Linked DNA regions of Danio rerio: region 2 is linked to region 1. The links are chromatin contacts, called in public Hi-C maps. All regions are on one chromosome and are shown on one strand. Each heading gives the region's core, a stretch centred on a gene start, on an enhancer-like site or on the middle of the called end of the contact. The rest is flanking DNA. Distances are from core to core; before and after follow the strand shown. Region 1 holds the start of rbbp9 (retinoblastoma binding protein 9). Region 2 holds the start of gmppb (GDP-mannose pyrophosphorylase B).

Region 1 (4,536 bases), core at 1,695-4,194:
ATTATCAGACACACTGTGAACATTTCCTCAATCTGTTCAACATCATCTGGCGAATATTTAAACAAGAAGAAAGTAATTTGAAGGGGGCGAATAATTCTGACTTCAGCTGCATATTTATATATATATATATGTTTACAAATTTAAGTGGATTGAACAACCATTAAGTTGTCTAGAACAGTAGTGTAAGTAGTTTAAACATGCAGCAATAGACATTGTTGGAGTGTACACAATAAAGCATTACACTATTTTATTATTATTAATGGGTTAAAATAACCAGCTTGGCTCAATATTGTGACACTACTGCATAAAAGTTTAAGAAATGAATTGCAACATGAAGATCTGATACTGGCAGAAACCTAGCTTTAAGAGGTCTAACACAACACCTGTAAAACCCCGGACAGGTGAGCGATCTGTCTCCTGATGGTTCATCTGTCCACCTGGCTTACAACTTCATATCTGTCTAGATGAGTGACGTCTGAACCCCACCAGTTCACTGAGACATCTGCTGCAGTATCTAAATATACAGAGAATAAAAGTATAGGCCTACCCGTGCTGGCCACAGCTGTCATGACAGACTCGCACATGTCTAATCATACACAACTCAAACCAACTACTGCTATACACTGAAAACAAGAGCAGGAGCCAGAAATGAGCAGAGCAGAGCAGACCTCCAGCACTCAACAACACAAGAGAACCAGCTCTACACTTAATGCCACATGCACATTTGTTTTATTTGGGCTAGAATAAAAGCAGTTTTTAATAGTTTAAGCTCAATATTATTCGCCCCTTTAAGCTATATTTGTTTTGGATAGTCTACAGAACAAACCATCGTTATACAATAACTTGCCTAATTACCCTAACCTGCCTAGTTACCCTAATTACCCTAGTGAAGCCTTTACATGTCACTTTAAGCTGTATAGAAGTGTCTTGAAGAATATCTAGTCTAATATTATTTACTGTCATCATGACAAAGAGGAAATAAATCAGTTATTAGAGATAAGTTATTAACACTGTTATGATTAGACATGTGCTGGAGAAATCTGCTCTCCGTTACACAGAAATTGAGGAATAAAATAAGCAGGGGGTGAATAATTCTGACCTCAGCTCTATGAAGATGTATCAAGTGTGTGCATAGTACATATTAAGATTAAATGGTGTGATCTGTATTATTGCATTGTAAAATGTTCTCTAAACAGTTCATTTCCATTCAAAAGTGTTTCATTTTATTTACAAGTTCTTCAAACGTATCTGAACTTTACTATATGCGATCTTTACACCATTGAAAGCACATTTAAAATAATGTTCCCATAATTATACAATACAATGCTTCCAGTTTTCACTAACATTGACAATAACCAACAACAACAACAACAACAATATAGACCAGCGAAAAAAAGTTCATTGCAAATTCTATAAGCTGAATTTTATTAATTCATTTTCTTTTTACTCCCTTTATTAATCTGGGGCCACAGTGGAATGAACCGCCAACTTATCTAGTATGTTTTACATAGTGGATGCCCTTCCAACTGCAACCCATCAGTGGGAAACCCCCATACACACACTTATACACTACGGCCAGTGTAGTTGATCAGTTCCCCTATAGTGCATGTGTTTGGACTGTGGGGGAAACCGGAGCACCCGAAGGAAACCCACACCAACACGGGGAGAACATGCAAACTCCACAAACTGACCTAGCTGAGACTCGAACCAGCAACCTTCTTGCTGTGAGGGGGATTGTGCAACCCATCGCGTCGCCCTAAGCTGAATTTAAACAAATTAGGTTGAAGATTACTACATGTGATTTGTTTGTTTAAATTCAGCCGATGTAAAGAGTTTACAAGCAAAACTTAACTTTAAACATTGAGTAAAGCAATGCAGCTTTTGTTCAGTACAGTACTGCTTTAATGGACACTGAAATGATCATTTAGATCTCAAATAGTCACTAATTTTCCCTTCTTAATGGTGGCATGTTAAAAACCAATGAGTCCTGAAGAAATGTGTCCCAAACACAATATAGAAATCAGTAAATCATGTGGGTTTGAGGGTAAAATCTGATGGTCTGTAATGGTTTTATTCAGATTTTCAAAGACAAAAATAATTTATGTAATGTTGAAGACATTAAAAAATCCCAAATGTTGGATTAAATGGGAATGTAAGAGCGTCTTTTGTTGACTGGATAAACACTGACCAGCTCTTCTAATTAGAGGACACTAAGGTTTTGAGGCTCTTCATGTTGACATGATGATCATGCTTAAACAGCCAACAGTTGAAGTGGACCAAAATAAAGTGGAGAGAACTATTCAACACCCATTTGAAGAACTTGTTCTGATTGACTTCACATGTTGAGCACTGTATATTCGCTTCATATGGAAATAAACAGTAACAGTACTCACCCTGATGCTTCATCTCCTCCAGCACTCATTGAAACTGTTGATATCCAGACAGCAGAGATCCACCATTGGTCATCGATCAGTAATATGCAGCAGTTTCATAGATACATTAGTCCTGAAATCATTTAGAGAATGGGTTTAAACAGACACAAACAATAAGCAGAGCTCTCCTATGAGCCGCTCGCAGTGTTGTGACACGACACACTCCTCCTCTCGGTCGGATGGGAGAGGTTTGCCGATGACAGATCACCCGGGGCGGCAGTGGGTGAGTGCAGTCCTGTCCTACTGAAACCCACAGCAGCTCACATGGAAAATCCCCGCTCAATATTCATGCATGAAAATGCCAATACAGATGCTTACAGCGTCACAGGATTTATGTTGCTGATATTATCTAAAGGTATATCAGACCTTTTATTAAATGCATTCTTTTCATAAGATGCAGTAAAGTTATGAATTTTATTAGCAATTGTGAAAATATTTTACAAAAAAAAAAAAAAGCGAGAGATCACGTGTTCAGCCATTTCCCCATCTGACCTCGCATTTAACGATGATTAATGTATAAAGCAGACCCGGATGCTGTCTGTTCAATGTAAACGCCTTATTTAAAATAACTTCAGCTCGTAGTTTGCAGTTGACAAAAAGTCGGAGAAGTTAAAACTCAGAGCAAGATGGCGGACTGACCTCCAGGAGGCGCTGCGCTGCGGAATATCGCTCCACATGCCGTCTGGGGTGTTTCCGTGTATGAGTTTTTGAGTAAGGAGCTGGATTTTTCTGTTAAAATGCCTCTGAAGAGAGTTGTGATTGTGCCTGGGAACGGCGCAGGAGATGTTGAGCGTAGCAACTGGTACGGATGGGCCAACAAACGAATAAATGAGGTACGGTCAGGTCACCGAGAGAATGCAATAACACAGACACGTGTCATCTATAACGAGGTGAAGCTTTTATTCGCACATTCAGACTTTCTCCTTAATAATACAATTTCATAAAAGTATTATTGGCAAACTCTAAATAGTGAAATCATATTAGCAGCTATTGATTATTAAAGTACAGCATTGATGACAGTCAAATAAACAGTGTTGATGTTGTGTTGAAGTCATCATTGCGTGCTAACACTGATCGAATATTCACAGTAGCATGATAAACAATATAGAGACTGCTAAATGAGCCAATGTGCGAATATAAACCAACTCTACCTCTGTGTCCTCTATTATAACATCTACACAGACAGTTTCCACCTGACCTGACCCAGTTCATCTGAAGCCTGATCATATTTAAAAATCGATCAGTTTATTGAAACTTTGCAAAATGTAAAATAACACAAGTGCTGCATGTTTTTATTGATTGATTGAACATAAAACTATAAACAGGAATAAACAGCTGTCTCAACTCGCACTGATGCGGTTACTCATCTAACAATACGAATACAGAGTGAGATCTTGTAAATTTATCACATCCTTTAAAGCACAGGTGTCAAACTCAGTTCCTGGAGGGCCGCAAGTCTGGCCAGTTTAGTTCCAACCCTAATTAAACACACCTGATCAAACTAATTGAGTCCTTCAGGCTTGTTTGAAACCTACAGGTAAGTGTGTTGGAGCAGGGTTGGAACTAAACTGTGCAGGGCTGCGGCCCTCCAGGAATTGAGTTTGACACCCCTGCTATAAATGAAGTACATATAAATGCATGTAGCTGGCAATTCAGAAGATATATGAATGTAAAATGTACTAATATTCCTCAAAAGACTTCCTACGATTTATGGGTTTGGGAAAATTGTTCCAAAGCCAGGTAAAAATGACTGTAAAGGTTCTGGAAATAAACATTCCCTATCCTAAATGTAACCATCACATATAGTGAAGTACTCACTAAGATCCTGATCTGATGTAAAAAATTGATTAAATAAATCTGAATTGGGGCGATGCAGTGGTGCAGTAGGTAGTGCTGTGGCCTCAAGGCAACAAGAAGGTTGCTGGTTTGCGCCTCGGTTGGGTCAGTAGGTGTTTCTATGTGGAGTTTGCATGCTGTCCCCGGGTTCACATCAGTTTCCTCCGGGTGCTCCGGTTTCCCCACAGTCCAAACACATGTGCTATAGGGGAACTGGGTTGACTAAATTGTCCGTAGTGTATGAGTGTGTTTCCCAGAGATGGGTTGC
Region 2 (4,468 bases), core at 519-3,018, 140 kb before region 1:
GCCTGTGGGTTCAGTTCTTAATTTAAAGCCAGCTTTAACAGATTCACAGTTTTTTGTTGTTGTTTTTTATTTTTATGATGGATGATAATAAATTAGCATTTCAAATATGCATTTTTATATATTTCTAAAATCCTAATCTCATTACATTATATATAAAACTGTAACAACTTGTGCATAAACCATTTTTGTAAACAGAAAAACAAAACATGACAAACATGTGTGGTGATGATAACCATCCTGAGGCTAATCCAGCACAAAATAGTGCTTAAAATGTCACTGAAATGCAGTAATTAGACCTCAAATATCTGTAAAGATCTGAAACAAAGAGCCCTCGTTTAATAGGCTGACTACAAACCTGCTATACATTCATTCATTCATTTCCTCTTTGTTTTGTTTTAGGGGGAGCTGTGCCCCAGTAGAGCAAATAAAATGCAAGGTGAATGGTCTGAATACTTTTCATGCCCACTGTACAGAACACACACAACATCTACAAGGTACAAATCTGTCCCTCAGTGCACAGGAGTGTGTGTGGAGCACACAGCTGGCTGCTTTTTGGGAGGCCTACTTAATGACTATACATTCTTCTTTGGCCCAATATCTGTCATGTGTACAGAAATAATGCTGATATGAGATATGAAACAGCTGGCAGTTGGCAAATATATCGGGTGGAGATGTTTTTAAACCTGACAGTGCCTCACCAGCCACGACACGACACGACACATTCATTAAAATACTTTCTGCTTAGTATAACAACACACAGTCACAAAAACAGAGAGTACGCAAGAGAGTCACACCTACTGAGGTAAAGTTGGTTGTTTACCATGGTACTGTGAATGGTTGGTCAGTATTAGCATGCCGGTGTGACTTGAAAGCAACATGAACACTATCTAGTAGACTGATCAATGCTGTACTGTGATCATCAATAGCTGCTAATGTGATTTCACTATTATTAAGGTGGTTTTATCTTCACACATTCATTCAGTGACAATGTGTGACACACTCCCTATATTGTTTACCACGGCACTTTGAGTATCTGGTCTGAATTAACCTGCCAGTGTGACTTTAAACAACATGAACACTATCTAGTAGACTGATCAATGCTGTACTGTGATCATCAATAGCTGCTAATGTGGTTTCGCTATTCAGAATTTGAACAGAACACTGCTCTGACATTATATTATGAGGGAGAATGTCTGAATGTGAAAGGAGCTTTACCTCTTTGTGACACCTGTATGTCCTGCTAGGACACGCCCACACAGTACACCTGTAATACCTGAAAATCATGTCTTGTCCATCTTGTACAGAGTAAGACTGATATTTCATTTGTCAGATACTAACTAGCGTTAATTCTTGTTAAATTAATAGCAATAGTGTCGTGAAGTGCATTGTTCTGAACAGTATGAGCAGGTGGTTCCACCGATGAGCTTCATTCATCTCATTCATTCCAGTTGAAGGCGAAAATAACATGTTTTGTCATCACTTTGTAATTTAGACACAATTTATATTTGTCAACAATTAAATATTCATTAATAATAATCACATTCTTCATTGATCTGCTGAATAACTCCTATGGCAGATGACACACTAATAAACTTACCCAGCAAACGATTGACCTGCTGCTGTATTTATTTCGTCTGAATCACGGAGAAAGCTAGGCGTCGGTTCTGAACTTCTCTTCCACCAATAAACCGTGTTCACTGCTCGGTGTGTGCTCTGTCAGACAGCTTTAAAGACCCATCGCGCTCTACGAGAAACTCAGTTCAGTTCCGCACACAGAGGACGGCGGATCCAGCAGTGACGTCATAGGTCAACAGTCTGTACCAGTATGTGGAGGCGTCCTCAGATCTTCGCTTTACAGTGATGTTGATTCCACACTGTCCTAAAGTAAAGTGCATGATTGAGAATCAGTTTATGCTGTGATACTTCACGACAGGGTTTTTTATAACGCCAGGCGCACACAAAATAATGGATAAAGAGCCATTGTGGGTATGGCCTCCCCCGTTAAAATAACACAGCCAGCCTCACGGACCAATCGTTTCATAACAACGTGGCGCGGAAGTGAATAAGAGCCGCAACACCCATTTCACACGAAGAGTCGTCAGCAGCAGCGGCGCAGGAAGAGGGATGGACATCTGTCAGAGTGACATGAGTCACGATTCTGAATTAAATCATGCAAATGATGATTAATGTCATCTTGTCTCCTGACATTATCCCCTAACCCTGAGTCCCAGAAGACCTGTTCAGTAAACGGTTGCGTTTCTGTTCTCAACCATTTCATCAATGAGAATAAATACAAATGTCTACTATATTTTTCTGGAGCTCAGTCCCTGATTTATCAGAGGTCACCACAGCAGAATGAACCTCTAACTACTCTACAACTTGCTCCTGACAGGGATGAAGGAAGAGGAGAAAGCTAATGTGTCAAATGTCTAAATCACTGTATTTAAAAACTAAATTAACAATATTTTAAGTGTATTAAGATGTTCCCTGATACTTGGGCAATTTGTTTCTATTGTTTGCAACTATATATATATATATATATAATGACAATTTGCCAAATTCTGAACAAACATCTTCAATAAATGTGATAATAATAAACAAATATTATAAATATAAAATTGCACAAGACCTGTGATTGAGATCTTTTATTTGTCTTGTGCAATTTTATATTTATAATATTTGTTTATTATTATCACATTTATTGAAGATGTTTGTTCAGAGTTTGGCAGATTGTCATTATATATATATATATATATATATATATATATATATATATATATATATATATATATATATATATATAGTTGCAAACAATAGAAACAAATTGCCCGAGTATCAGGGAACATCTTAATACACTTTTCTATGTTTTTTGTTTTTTATTATTATAATTATTTTAATGATTATTGAAAATGTTTCAGATGTTTCTTCACAATCCGGCAGTTCTTTTTAGTTTTGACGTGTGTATTTTAGGTATTGTCTGGTATTTGTCACATCACGCTTCACGGAGCCCATTACTAACCAACATCAGTGTTAGGAAGAAGCTAAATGTTACAATCTAATGTTATTTAAAAAGTGTTTAGATTTATTTGAAGGCATTAGAGCAGCCAGAAAAATACCTAAATATAATACCTAAACTCAGTTATTACTGTGAAATTGGTTACATTTTGAGAAACTCAATAGGCTATATAACCTTTTCATCATGGTAAAAGTAAAACAATAAAGTGTCAGGCTTTCATAAGTGAGGTTTTTCTGTGATATTGTCCGGTTGGCATTTATAAACCCTCATAAACCATCAGGCTACAAGGCCTACCTGTCATTACATTTACTTATTTATGAAGCCTATTTTAATCACTTTTCCAGGTTATTTTCATTTGTAGGGCCGTGAGCTACAAATCAAACTCGATATGCTGACTGTATTTAGCTCTTAAATAGATCTGCAATATGTTTTCTAGTGTTTAATTCTGCATGAACAAACAGCAGTATCGCCTAAATGACATAATTATAAAAGATCCTCATTCAGCCTGCCTGCAGCACATGCGAGAGCAGGATCCACTTAGACTGTAACCTTGACTCAGCAGGCCGATCATTTAAACACAAGAGGCATTATTATCTGTCCTAACTCAACTACACTGCTGCTGCATTATGGGATGTTTCTCTACACAACTGTAAAAGTGTGCTTTAGCATGTCAAAATGAAAGCAAACACTCAAACGGGTTCCGCGTTTCGTCAATTAGCCTCATTTTAATAATATTAATGAATATAATCAATTAAAACCTTTATTATAGTGTAGATTACTGTGGGACTGTGCAGAGACTAAACATTTTATTCAGCTTCATATGCCCTGACTGAAACACTAATGTGCAGATGGCAGTTGTGTGTTTGCTCAAATTAAAGTAACGGCAGGTTTCTTCTGTGTTTTTCCCTTTACAGCTCAGAGAGTTGTGTTTACAGAGTGATTTAACCAGAACATGTAATGAGTTATGCTGCTCGCATCATGTCATACGCTAGTCCAGGTGTGAGTCGAGTGCGCCTCCATCACCGTGTGCATGTTTATACGGGCGCACCTGACCTGCGGGGACCGGATCTCTGGACTGTAGGTCTAGCTTTAATCTCACAATTTTCATCCTTTAATTGCGATTTCATATTTTACAGTATCTCATGTGTGTTCTGAATGCTGGATTGACAGGACTGTTAGTAATTAATGACTGAAAGAGTTTTCAGTTTTGAGTGAACAATCCTTTATGAAAACTGGGGGGGCACATTCTGTCTGAGGGGGCAATGCCCCGCTTTGATTTCAGCTCCAACCCTAATCAGACACACCTGAACAAGCTAATCAAGCGCTTACTCGGTATACCTGAAACATTCAGGCAGGTGTGTTGAGGCAAGTTGGAGCTAAACCCTGCAGAGACTCCGGCCCTCCAGAACCGAGATTGGTGACCCCTGACCTAGAGTGTGACATCATCACCTC

Evidence for each region. Hi-C and Micro-C count contacts between places; a contact is called where the count stands out from the background.
Region 2: a contact with region 1 is called in a Hi-C map of hematopoietic stem cells, with 1.9 times the contacts expected there. The contact joins the promoter of gmppb here to the promoter of rbbp9 in region 1. A contact is called at or near these places in 2 of 18 Hi-C or Micro-C datasets (hematopoietic stem cells and an unstated tissue).

What each region holds. Positions count from the first base shown.
Region 1 is chr22:41,150,953-41,155,488 of GRCz12tu, reverse strand. It overlaps rbbp9 (retinoblastoma binding protein 9), which reads left to right and starts at 2,944. Exons shown (of 5, transcript NM_001042748.1): 1 at 2,944-3,265. The coding sequence starts at 3,170. sirt7 (sirtuin 7) reads right to left here. Exons shown (of 12, transcript XR_012397996.1): 12 at 3,699-4,536. It also overlaps a transcript of arhgef3 not described here.
Region 2 is chr22:41,289,555-41,294,022 of GRCz12tu, reverse strand. It overlaps gmppb (GDP-mannose pyrophosphorylase B), which reads right to left and starts at 1,768. Exons shown (of 10, transcript NM_001003491.2): 1 at 1,598-1,768.